Linked DNA regions of Zea mays: region 1 is linked to region 2. Evidence: chromatin contacts called from public Hi-C data. All regions are on one chromosome and are shown on one strand. Each heading gives the region's core, a stretch centred on a gene start, on an enhancer-like site or on the middle of the called end of the contact. The rest is flanking DNA. Distances are from core to core; before and after follow the strand shown. Region 1 holds the start of LOC100191202 (2-oxoglutarate (2OG) and Fe(II)-dependent oxygenase superfamily protein). Region 2 holds the start of LOC100382706 (Protein ESKIMO 1).

The links. A called contact is a pair of places that touch in the nucleus more often than the background predicts.
Region 1: a contact with region 2 is called in a Hi-C map of leaf, with 2.9 times the contacts expected there. The contact joins the promoter of LOC100191202 here to the promoter of LOC100382706 in region 2. A contact is called at or near these places in 9 of 25 Hi-C or Micro-C datasets (bundle sheath, ear, endosperm and 3 more).

The regions. Positions count from the first base shown.
Region 1 is chr3:188,361,873-188,368,668 of Zm-B73-REFERENCE-NAM-5.0, reverse strand. It overlaps LOC100191202 (2-oxoglutarate (2OG) and Fe(II)-dependent oxygenase superfamily protein), which reads right to left and starts at 2,358. Exons shown (of 2, transcript NM_001136637.1): 1 at 1,362-2,358; 2 at 375-809. The coding sequence starts at 2,225. The coding sequence ends at 492.
Region 2 is chr3:188,227,735-188,234,246 of Zm-B73-REFERENCE-NAM-5.0, reverse strand. LOC100382706 (Protein ESKIMO 1) reads left to right here and starts at 2,204. Exons shown (of 5, transcript NM_001175429.1): 1 at 2,204-3,053; 2 at 3,141-3,312; 3 at 3,559-3,758; 4 at 3,860-4,015; 5 at 6,326-6,512. The coding sequence starts at 2,332.

The DNA.
Region 1 (6,796 bases), core at 1,109-3,608, 130 kb before region 2:
GCACCATAAGTTCCTAAACCTCAACTAGTCAACTTGATCCACATTCTTCTGTCCTCCCCACCCCCAAAAAAAATCCCCAACTGATTTTCCATTCACCCTGGATTTCCTCCCGGATCTCTTTATCAGTACAGTAAGTAATTCTTGTCCAATCGATCATGCATTTTTCAAAATCGGTTTGCCAAGCTCTTCTAGTCCGCATGTAGCCAGAGTACGAGATGCTGTTTTATAGGGGATGAGGGAAACATTGTTGCTGCACTAGGGATTTTTGGAAGTTCGTATAGAATCCTACTGCTTGTCCGAATCCCTCAGCGGCTCAGGTATTTGAGCAAAGGTCAAAACGTCAGCAACATACATTGAAACCCAAGGCGGGATGTACTCAAACCACTCCGAAGGCAAATAGTAGATCACAACACGAAGTCACACATGACATGAGTTGCATATTGGCACACCAAAAGGAAAAAAAGAAGCGCTATAGATCATCGCGGCAAATATCATATCCGATACCGGACCAATGGATCCTTGAACTGAAGCCGCTGGTTGTACACCCTCCACGCATAGTCCTCCAGTAGGAAAGAGTGAAACCTCCATCCATCCTCGTCGTCGGCTCCGGCACCGTTTGCCTCGGCCTCGCGGCCTTCTCCGGCCGCATTGGAGAGCGGGACCAAGGGCGAGACGATATTGTCCAAAGGCAGAGTGATAAGGACCGTCAGCGACAGACGGTCGGTCTCGCCATGCTGCGCCGCCATGGGTGGTGCGGATGTGGGGCGAGCCATCCCTCTCACTTTCTTCAACTTGCCATTGCTCCACACCTAGCACGCGAGCCAAAAGGAATCATGGCAACAAAAGGTAAGTGCTGCTGCTGTATGCTGCTTGAAGAGTGAAGAACAGCTCATATGACACGATGGTGTTACTTTTGTTTGTGTGTGTGTGTTTGAAAAGCAGAGATGCTTGACTTCTTTTTGTGTGGATTTATGTGTTCCAAATTGGGCGATGATCAATGAGTGATACACACCAGCTGATGCAGACATGGGACCTGATTGCCTAACTGGGTCAAAAATCAAAACTGGGTGGTGAAGTTATGCGCAACCTACTTTAGAATTTGATGCCGCTGGGCGCTGGCCGCTGCATAAACAAAACGGATGCTCGCCATCTCTGCCGCTCGATGCTGTACGTTCTGTTGCAATGACACTACTACCTCTAGCCTTTACTAGAGCGCTAAATGAATGGTCTATAAACTTTGACCAGATCAAGACGATAAGAACAGTTACGGTGCTTATGTAATCTCTGCTTTCTTTTCGGGAGATGCTATTGCAAATTTCAGTTACTTACTAATGTTCATGAAATATCTGAGAGATTTGCACCTGGGCAATGTCGCCGACGGTGACAAGCATCGCGTCGTCGCGGGCGGCCACTGCCGTCCACTCGCCGCCGTGGTTCATAACCCAGCTTGGCGGCGCCTCTTCCTGCCCTGATGCCTCCCACTGGCAATGAAGCGCCACGACGTACGGGTACGCCTTCGCCTTCCCGACGGCCGGAGGTGCCGTATCGGCGGTGGAGACCCGGGAGGCCCACAGCAGGCACCGCGGCTTCCTCCTCCCCTCCGCGAAGGGCTTCTCCCGGAAGCCCGTGTCGGGGCACCCGGAGAGAAGCGCGACAACCCGCATGCCCACGTCCTTCATCCGACGCGCGTACTCCGCCGCAGCCGGGAGCGCGTCCAAGTCCCCCTCGCAGGCGTCGAACACTACCGCGGGATCGTCGGCGCCGCCGTCCACATCCTGCTCTTCCCCTTCCTCCACGGAGAAGCCGAGCGTGCGAAGATTAGACTCCAGGCGCGTGGACGCGTCGATCCGGGACAGCTCGGCGAGCGCGGACGACGGTAGCCCCGAAGGGATGCCGTGGCCGGCGAGGTGGAAGTAGCCCACGTCGGCGGCGTTGCGGAGGGCGCGCTGGTCGGGGGACTCGAGCGAGACGAGAGGCGGAAGCGAGGGCGGCGACGCCTGCGACCGAGCTGCGAGTGGAGACCGTAGCTGTGGAGCCGGGGACGAGAGGAGGAGGCGGTGCAGGAAAGCAGAGAGCGAGGCGTCCGTGGCCCCACCAGCCGCGGAGGACGGCGCCGCGTGGTGGTTCGATGGCGTTGGCGGCGGAGGGCCTGGGGTCCCGCTCCCTCCGAGTCCGACGGTGGTCGTGGGCGTGGCTGTGGCAGCCTCGGAGGACGAAGCGGCCATGGAGACGCTCGGATCGGCGGGGTCACAGGCAGCGCAGGTCAGGGTCAGGGTTGCTTTTGGTGGGAAGCGTGTACCGGGGTGGTTGTTGTTGGCCGCCGTTTGCTGTACTGCGAGGAGGGCGGCCTTTATCCGGTTCGTGTTGGTCTGGTTTGTCCGTTTGTGTGGACACGCCTTCTGGCTCCGTGGTGGGCCAGTTTTTGCGAATTGCGGCGACCTGGACCGGTGAAGCTGGCAAGTGGGCCGGAGCACGGAGCACGGCCTACTGGCCCTGTTTCCAACAAGGCAACAAACTCCCCTATATCAGAATTCTGCTGCTTCATTCTGCTTTTTTTTAAAAAAAAAACTGGAGGGGTCAAGACATCAGTTCGGTTTTTCTAAGTATAAAAGAAATTTAGTGATGGATCCGAATATTTATTTAGATGTCAAATTTTCGGTCTTGTTTCTTCTTTATGAACAAATAACATATAGAATTTGCTATGTAAATTTATATTCTTGTTTTTAGCATTAAGACTATTAATCTTCACAAAAAACTAACATTAAATTCATTATATATCTTTTTAAATAATTGATATAAAATTCGGATGTCTATTCGAATACGGATTCGGATGTTTTTTCACCTTTTTTATTGTAGGGAGAAAATAATGTACATAAAAAATATAAAAAAATTATTTAAATACTATGTAATATTCTTAATAACATTGCCAAAAATTAGCTTTAAATTCTACGTATATCTATGCTAAAATATTAGATTTGTGATAAAAGTCGGATGTTTTAGGAACATCCCATCTGATAAGTGAGAGGAATAACTGCATGAAACCATCTGAAACCCTAAACCGTGGAGAGCTGACACCTCAGTGATGACTTCAGATTTAAGCCGCCGTGCTGCGCCTGGAACTAGGGATGAAAACGGTTTCGGAATTTTTCAGAATTCCGGAAACCGATTTTGATTTTTTTCGATCGGATTCACCGGTAACGGTATTTTTCGAAAACGGAATCGGTTTTCGGAATTTTCTATCGGAATCGGTATCGGAATCGGCGTGGTGTTTTACCGACCGTTTCCATCGGTTACCGGTTTTTGTCGGAAATTACCGGATTTGTCTCTCGGAAATTTCCGGAATTGCGTCTCGGATTTTTTTCGGAATTTTCCAGCATATGATTTTTTCGCATCGCCTATACATTTTTGGATAAGGATTACTTATTTTTGTATTTTTTGGATGCTTTAATTTTTTTTTTAGGGTTAGATGGTGTTGGAAGGCAGTTGAGATTAACGATTTGGTCTCTCGAACGAATCCACCATTTTCTATGCACATGTTATGTATTAGTAATATATAATGATAGAAAGCCGACAATCTGTCTTTTTCACACTAGATTTTAGGGTTTTCTTGTGAGGCTGTGAAAAAACCCTTTATGTGAGGGAAAAATATTTCATGAGTAAGCATGCCATGTCAACTAAATCGAGTGGATATTGTGAACTTGTGATCTTTATGAACTTGTTATACTGTGAACTTGTTATATTGTGAACTTGTGATCTTTATAAACTTTTTATATTATAAATTTGTGATCCTTGTGAACTTGTGGTATTTGTGATCTTTTGTCAATTTTGTTTTATTGTGAAGTTTGATATGTTTACCGATCGTATTTTAGATTTCGATCGTTACCGGTATATTTTTCGCACCGAACTTTTGTTTCCGATGTTTCCGAAATACCGATATCGTTTCCGTTTCCGGAGTTACCGTTTTCGATTTTGTTTCCGAAAAAAATATGAAAACGGTAATGGTTTTAGTGTTTACAGACCGTTTCCGACCGTTTTCATCCCTACCTGGAACGATCTACTAGTTTGCATTTGCTGGCTCACGTTGATACGAAAAACAAAATGAGATTCCCTCGGAAAAATATCGGTTTCCGCTATCATTTTTTGCTGTATCCATCAGCATGCTGCATGCGTGGATCGCTTGGTGGCTTCCGTTGAACGGGGAGCGCACGAGGCATGAAATTTTTTCTGCCTTCCATGTGCACGCACGTACTCTACTTGCGAGTTACGATACGGCACGCTTCCGCGTGTCATTTCGGTTAAATTGATTAATTAATTACTTTGTGATGGGAGTTAAGAGATGCAGAGAAAGCCGATCAAGCATCTGAACATGCAACCCAAATTCCAATCACAGACCGGGGGCTCGCCTTTCGTGTTTCCTTTTTGTGGCCACCATGCTTAGAATATGGAAACGTGTGTGCGGGGGGCATGTCAACTTAGTGCCTTGTGTTGTGAGGATCATGTTCAGTGATGCCGAGTGCTTTGTTATTGTTGGACAGAGGACAGTCCACGTGTGCCTATTATTTAAACCGACGCCTAAAGAAGACAGGGGGAAACGGGTTTCTGAGTGTCCTTAGCCACTTTATTAGGTATTGTTCGTTTACACCCCAATCTAGCTCTGAATTAGTATGGATTGTAATTAAATACATGTCACAATTAATGTCCTAAAATAATGCAAGTCTACTCAAATTTTTTATTCGGTTAAATTCATCCTAGATCATAACTTAAAGATTTGGAACTTTTTTAAACTATAGAAGACATGGATTCTATCTATAGCTCATTAGACATTGAATAAATCCATAAAAATATTACACATGTTTATATTATAATCCATGGATCAAAAGAATGCTAGCTTTGAGAAATGGATGTATTAAATGATGGATTTAATCTCACTATTGGGATTAAGTATTGGGATTGAGTGTGTGGTATGAATTCACCCAATACAGACCCAAATTAAATTTATGGTGGAATTTCATCTCTTATAACCGAACGAGTTACGTGGTTAGGTAAGCGATTTTTCTCATAGTCGCGTACCCGGTCGCGATCGTGACGGATCCCCATGCTTCGAATCGAAAGCAATTGCAAAACAAAAGAAGAAAAAGGAAACCGGTTCCAGCGTCTGAAACATCCTCCAGGAAACAAGCTTGTCTGTAAAAAAACATTTTTGTGTGTATCTTTTTTTATATATATAACAGTTGTGTATGTAGTTGTTGGAGATTTGGAGCGAGTAGACGGCGAGCATCTCAGTATTTGCACTAGTCGGGGATTTGTCGTGCCGAAAGCGAGGGGCTGTACATCGAACCGGCTAATCCTGTTTCAATGAACGCATTTTCTTTCTCATCGCTGTCAGGTACTGTCGTATACGTAGTTGTAGAATTTCAAGTTTATATTATCTGAGCGATTGAGTTACATATGTTTAAAAAAATACTATTATTTTACATTTAGTTTTATACCATTTGGCTATGTTCACGTCAGTACAAACTACCTCTATAGTGACGGTCATAGAGATATTTTACTGATGTTTTTCGTTGCCAACGGTGCTAGGGCAGATTTCCACTTACGGTTATTTTAGAACCGCCGGTGGAAATTGAGATGTATTGATATAGATGTATTCCAATGTATGGATCGAGAGTGATTGAAATGTATTGATATAGATTTTGACATTATAAATACGAACCGACTCAATCGTATCCAATCCACATGGGTTACCCTCAAAACGAATAAGTTCTTAAAGATATTACCTTATTTGATTCTCAATTTATTAAAATAATTACAAAAATCATAATATATTTTCTAGGATAAATTGTGTTATTACCTACTAACCAATAAAATTTGAATTGAAAACTCAATTTGTACATAAAGCAATAAAATGGAGAAATTTTGTGAAGATTAAATTGAACCGAAAAGTAAAATAAACTAAAAAATATTTTAGGACTGGTTTGGTGGACATAAAAATGGAGGAGATCCATGGGAGAGGAATCCCCATGTGTCCACCAAACCGTCTCTTAGGTGTTATATGTATATTATCCATAGGCGAGTGGAGTAATTTAGACTTTTTCCTTTTTTACATTGTTTTCTTTCTTGTATTTCATTTTTACCTTATTTTTAACATATTTCATGTTCATCCCCTTTTTCGATTTCTATAGTTTTTATATTTTCATTTGCTTTCATCTTTTTAAATCTTTACATATTACTTCTTGTTAAAACCCGCTGGGCTTTCACGCTCCCTCCGCGCTTCGCGCTGCCGCGGGTCGCTGTGTGTGGGACCCTCGCAGCAGTGTCACGCCGTCTCCGTCCGCTGTGGCACCCGTCTCCGTCCGTTGTGCGCTTCCCCGATCCACGCCACGCTGCTCTCGTCTCCGACACGCGCTTCCCAAAATCCGCAGCGCCCTTCTCTCGCGCCCGCGGATCTCGAGAGTCACGCGCGCCGGTCGACCGTCGGCGACACTACTCCAGCGCATACGCACGCACCCGCCGGCCGGTCCATACAGGATGCACGCCCAAGGCGCCCGCGGACCTGGGGGCCTCCGCCTGGGCGTTGCTACGGCTCGGCCCGGGCCAAGCTCGTCGGTGGCGGCCAGCGCAGGCGGCCGGCGCGTCGCTGCTTCTCTGGTCAGTGTCCATCTCCTCTCTCCTCAGTTCTCTCCGTTGTGGTCTGTTTCGCGTGCCCATACCCTGTGATGCTGTTCACCGGATTTCAAAATCCGATAAATCCGCGACTTGTCGTCCCTCTCAGCGTACTCCGTATCCGTAACAGCGT
Region 2 (6,512 bases), core at 955-3,454:
ATATCTATATTTGTATCTGCATCTATATCTATTTTAGTTTTTTAATTCATACTTACTTTCTATCTTGACACACAAGTTGTCTACATCATCACCCACTAACATGTTATTATTATAGCCCACTAGCACATGAAGTTATATCTTTGTGCAAAATATCCACGTCAGCAAGCCACATCATCCACTAATATGCCTTTAGCTGTCCATGTAAGCATATATACTCACCATCCACTAACATGCGCTATGATAGTTTATCTTTTCATGTAAGTAAATATAAGTAATCAAATCTCTCTCTAAACCATCTGCGATTTCCGTAGCAGCATTCAATTATTCTACAACATTTTAGTTTTGTCTTGAATTAAACTTCTCAAATCCACAAATGTCATCTAGCAAGATTGTAATTCTATGTTTGTGTAGCAAATAAAATCTCACTTTGCCCATATAAAATTCTAGTAAGTGCATTAGCAGGACATATTTGATGGTGTATTTAATAAAAAATATTTTGGTATCGTAGATACTCATGATTTTTAACTTAGTTAAATTTGAGAAGCATGGCTTGCTTAGCACAAGACTAAAATTACATATTTTAAAACGAAGGCATGAGGATATATGGCAAGAGACAATGGGCCTGTTTGGTTCAGTTTTTTTCTGACCAGCTTTTCTGAGAATCTGACTATGGGGAGAATCTGGCTGTGTAGAGAAGCTGAGTATCATTAGGATTACGTGCGGAGAAAGATAAATGTGTTCATAGGACTCAAGATCTAGAAAGTGACGGATTCATACTAATGCAACGACTCAACCGATTATGTATTTACGTTGATGTTGAATAGTTTTTACCTAAACGAATTTTATAGAAACTGACTGAAAAGCTGAACGTTTGACAGTCCGCAGCAGCTTTTGATGGTTAGAAGCTCTAAAAAGCTGAAACAAACTGGGGCAATATACTGGCTTTCAAAATCCAGGAGTGATCCAGGTCCCCCGGTACCAAGAGAAGTCTCCTCTGTCACACCGTACTGGAATAATAATCAGCCGTCACGTCGTCGACGCAACCCCGTCATTTCCAGAAGCCTCGAAACCGGACGCTGCACATGACATACAGAACGTCAGCTGGAATGTCACGCGTTATTGTACTGTACCAATCAAGGCGACGAAAACATATTGGGAGAGAGATCAAGTGAAATCGTGGTATATTTACATGTGAGGCACGCGCACGTATACGTTCTTCGTTTTCGAGAGGAAATGCGTGTTCATGTTGTTCTCAACATGTGCTCGTCGTACCATCACCATCATCATCATATTTCGAAAACAGGCTGCTGCCCCCTGTATATATAGAATGGAGTTACCCCGTTGACCTGACAGCATCAGATCGGACAGATAAAATCGTTCAAACATATGTGGCCATTTACTGGTAGCAGCTCACCGTCCAACAAGATAGCTAGCTCTGCACCTTTTCTACCGTATACTAAGAGGGTGTTTAAATGCACTAAAACTAATAGTTAGCCGCTAAAATTAGTTGAGACATCCAAACAAACTAGCTAATAATTTAACTATTAGCTATTTTTAGTAAATTAGTTAATAGTTAGGTAGTTATTTATTAGCAAGCTAATTTCACTAATAATTTTTAGCCAGCTAACTATTAGTTCTAGTGCATTCAAACACCCCTAATTCCACTAGCAAATTTTTAGTCAATTAGCTATTAACTCCTCCTAAATTATTAATGGTTCTGGAATAACAGTTGGATCGGTTACAGATCTTTTCCGATCTCCTCAATAATAATGTTTAGAGGTGTGTGTGTGCGTGTATAGAGTACTATTCAATACGTACGGTGCTGTGCATACGAAGTATTTGTTGAAACTAAACTAGTCCAAATATGTCAGTGACGTGCTGTACCACGTTTGTCCATGCCTCTCGTCTCGTCTCCAATGGCCAGGTCGCGACGACTAGTAGGAGAATTTGTCAAGGAATAAAAACGAATCACCCGTTGCATCCATCCAATTAATGCCTGTTGCTTGCACTTGCCCGTTCAACGGCTGCCCAGCCCAGGGAAGAAGAGAAGGGTGTGAGAAGCATCCAGGGGATTGGCATCGTCCCCTCCTCACCAAATCCGCAGCCCCCCGGTGCTGACTCCCCGCCCCCGGCCGGGGCTCGCCACAAACCCATAAAGACCGCCCCGACGATCCGGCTTCCCCCGCTTTCTGAGTTCTGATCGCGGTCGCGGCACGCCATCGACCGGTCTGTCCAAGCGAAAACACAGTAGTCCGGCTCCGGCGCACAGGGAGATCGAGAGAGAGAGAGGGCTATACTAGGCACTAGCTAGGATCAGCCAGCGCGGGCGCCATGAGCTTGGCGGGGCGGCGCAAGTCGTCGCACGCGGGCGCGGGAGCCGGCGCCGGCGCCGGCGCCCTCGACGCGTCCGCCACGAAGCACGCCACGACGTCGCTGCGCAAGGGCGGGCGGCTGCCGGTCTACGTGGCGAGCGTCTTCTTCTTCCTCTGCGTGGTGGTGATGTACGGCGAGGACATCCGGTCGCTGACGATCGAGCCGCTCACGCGCGTGCCCGCGCCAGCGGTGCCGGGCACCACGGGCGCTGGTGGGCGGCAAGTCGTGGTGGTGCCCCGGCGAGACATCTCCGCTTCTGAGAAGCCCGCCGCCGTGCTGCACCGCGGCGAGCAGGAGAAGCCGAAGAAGCACGCGGTGACCACGACGACGACGACGACGGCGCCGCCGGTGGCTGTCGAGAAGCCGCAGCAGAAGGTGGTCGCCACCGCCGCCGCCAAGAGCGAGAGGAATACGGCCAAGAAGGCGGCGGCGAAGAAGAAGAAGAAGCCGCGCAGGCAGCAGCGCGCGGCGAAGAAGACGGTGGTGCCGCCCGCGCTGGGCGTGCCGGAGACTTGCGACCTGTCCAAGGGGCGGTGGGTGTTCGACAACACGAGCTACCCGCTGTACCGGGAGGAGGAGTGCGAGTTCCTGACGTCGCAGGTGACGTGCATGAAGAACGGGCGGCGCGACGACACGTACCAGAAGTGGCGGTGGCAGCCCAAGGGATGCTCCATGCCCAGGTACGGTACGGGGCTCGGCTCGCGCTGTGGCAAACAATATGTGCTAGCTAGCTAAACGGCGAGGCCTTTGGAATTCCATCCCTGCAGGTTCGACGCGAAGCTGTTCATGGAGAGGCTCCGGGGCAAGCGGTTCATGTTCGTGGGGGACTCGCTGAACCGCAACCAGTGGGAGTCCATGGTGTGCCTGGTGCAGTCGGCGTCCCCGCCGGGGAAGAAGTACGTCACATGGGAGGGCCAGCGCGTCGTCTTCCACGCCTGGGTTCGTATCGTACCTGCCATTGTCCCTTTCCGCCTGCTTTAGCAAAGGACTCGTAATCCTCTGGCAGCTAGCCAAGAGGGCCCACGGGTGCCCTAGCTAACACTGCAATTCGTTCAAGTTTTCCGTCCATTTTTCAACCGTGACGCGTGCACGTTGGTGACGGGCGGCTAGCTAGGTGCACCAAACCTCTCGCGCGCGTTTCCCTGGGCCGTCGCTGACCAGGCCTGTAAATGCAATGCAATGCAGGAGTACAACGCGACGGTGGAGTTCTACTGGGCGCCGTTCCTTGTGGAGTCGAACTCGGACGACCCCAAGATCCACAGCATCCAGCACCGGATCATCAAGGCGGACACGATCGGGGCGCACGCCGAGAACTGGCGCGGCGTGGACTACCTCGTCTTCAACACCTACATGTGGTGGATGAACACGCTGGACATGAAAGTCATGTACGTTACGTTTCCCGGCCGGAAAGGGCGCCGTCGACGTATACACGCGCGAAGAGCTGACCTACCCTCGTTTATATTACGTACGTACGTAAATCGCGCAGGAGACCGGGCGCCAAGAGCTGGGAGGAGCACGACGAGGTGGTGCGGATCGAAGCGTACCGGAAGGTGCTGACGACGTGGGCGAGCTGGGTGAACGACAACGTCGACCCGGCGCGCACGTCCGTCTTCTTCATGAGCATGTCTCCTCTCCATATCAGGTACCCCGGCCCACTTCCTACTACCTAGTAGCAGTAGTAGTAGTACTTGAAGCTCTTCAACAAACAACGGCTCTTAATTAATTAACGTCGCGACGCGTCACGCACGCGTGTGGGGCGCGCCAGATCCATTGTTCGTTTCGCGTAGCAAAGGGTAAGGTACAGTACATGGCTGCGCGCGCGTGCGTGGTGCACTGGTGCTGGTGCCTGCCGAAGATCCGCATCGAGCTTGTCCCGCTCGAGAGAGACCGTGCAGATCCTATCCTAGTACAGGGCATGGTTTAGTGGCGGAGTGAGCGCGGTGGGTGGTCCCGTGCCGTGGGCGAAACGGCCAGCGCGTTCGCGCGTGGTCTCTTCTGTCTCTCCTTTTGGAGTCGAGAGGGAAAGGGTGCGTCGGGACGAGTACTGGTCGTTATCTTGGGGGACGGGTTTGGAAAATGTCAGAGTAGTAGATCACCCGCCCGGCGCCCGGCGCCCGCTGGTGTTTTGGTTGGGGGGGGGGGGGGGGGGGGGGGGGGGGGGGGGGGGGGGGGGGGGGGGGGGGGGGGGGGGGGGGGGGGCGGCGGACTGACTCGGTATTACCATCTCAAGGGTTTGACGTTTTCAGCCCACGTGTAATACGCTGCATGCATTGCATAGTGGTAGCTGCTCACATGGAGTACCGATCCCAATGAGGAGCATATATATATATATATAGCGGATCGATCACTGCTACTGTACTCCAGCGCTACGGTAACAGATGGTAGACGCGACTTTTTAGACGTCACTTTACTTGGACCAGCACCTTCCCTCAGCTCTAAATCTCAATAATTTGTTAGGGGGAGGGGTCCGAATCCATTTTTTCTGTAGTAGTAGTGTGTTCCGGTACTACAACTCTAGGACAGTTGCGCGTACCTGTCTCATCACATGGGGGGGGGGGGGGGGCGATCGTTTGCACGAACCAACCAGACGTGCCGAAGCTTCCAATTAGATTCTCCTTTGGCCGCCCGGCAGCTGTGCGCGATCCGTGATTAGCCACTGGCACCTTTCTTTGTCCCGCGCCTTGCCGGAATTTTAGGATCTCATTACAGAAGAAGAGTTTTTTTTTTCTTTTTTAAAAAAGTTGGTCCAGTTATCAAATTAACCTCTTCAGTCTGTCCGCGACCACCTTGCGGCCTCAAGGCTACTTGCATCTGACACTTTGCCTTTTTTTTTTTTTTTTTTTTTGCTTTCTAGTTGCGTACTATTGCAGTCTCACTTGATCCCCCTTCTTGAGAGTCAGCACCCAGTTCTTTTAAATTCATCCGTCTCCGGTAGCATCTTTAGCATACGAAATGCCAGTGCTTAACTACTGCTGCCTCGCCTTGCATCGCACGCACGCACTGAGAAACCAATGGGACACACGCGGCCGGCCCCGCTACTGGTAGGATCAAAATGGAATGGAAGGTTGCGTTGGTTACCTGTCGATCGACACGGACAAACAACAATCTGGCCAGCTGGCCCGGGGATGACGCCGTACGAAAGCTCTCACCTAAAACGCTGAGGAACGAAAAACTAAAAATTTAAGGAGTGGGGGGCTGGGGGCTATCAGGGAAGTGATTAGATGCTGAGGTTCCGTGAAGCAAACCGCTTTGAATTGTCCGTCCTGTACTATACACTACTACTACTACTTCTTCTTCTTCTTTTTTTAAACTCGGAGATTCTCCCGTTTGTCTTTGGCGGTTGTTTTATGCAAGAAGGTATTGGAGTGGCTAGACGGAAGCGACGTAGAGAGGTTCGTGTTGTCACTAGCCCGGCTTAGTTTGGTATTGGAGTAGCTGGACGGCAGCGCGCTGTACCTAGAGAGGTTCGTGTTGTCACTAATAGCCGGCTGCAGCCTGCAGAGATGTGTGCTTCTGGTGGTGTTTTTTGTCCTTTGAAGTAGACATATCGGCGGTAGTATCAAGGAGAACCGTTCGGCGCGCCTAGCTCAGAAAGATTCACCGAAATCGTGGACTGTTCCCCTCCTCCATTCGCGGATGCGTCCACGGACGGAGCCTGCGGGTAGTTGGAGGCATGTCACGTCGAAAGATACGGTCGAGGCTCCGCGAACCACACAAGAGAACAAGTGACGATCGCTGCCAAGACTCCTCACTTGCCATACAGAGTACCGCACAACGCATGTTTCGCAATTCACGTCAGACGTAGAAATCCGGATCGATTTTTTTTTTCACCGGCTCATTTGCATTCCTTTATTATTATATATACATATATATCAAGTTTACAAGTTCGGCTTACTGAAAAGTCACCTGACGATCGATGCTCTGGTGTGTTTGTAACAACAACAAACAACAGCCCGCAGGTGTGGGGCAACCCAGACGGGATCCGGTGCGCCAAGGAGACGATGCCGCTGCTGGACTGGCACGGCCCGCTGTGGCTGGGCATGGACTGGGACATGTTCCACCAGGCGAGGAACGTGTCCCGCGGGGGCGGGGCGTCGCCGCGGGTGCCCATCACCTTCCTCGACATCACCACCATGTCG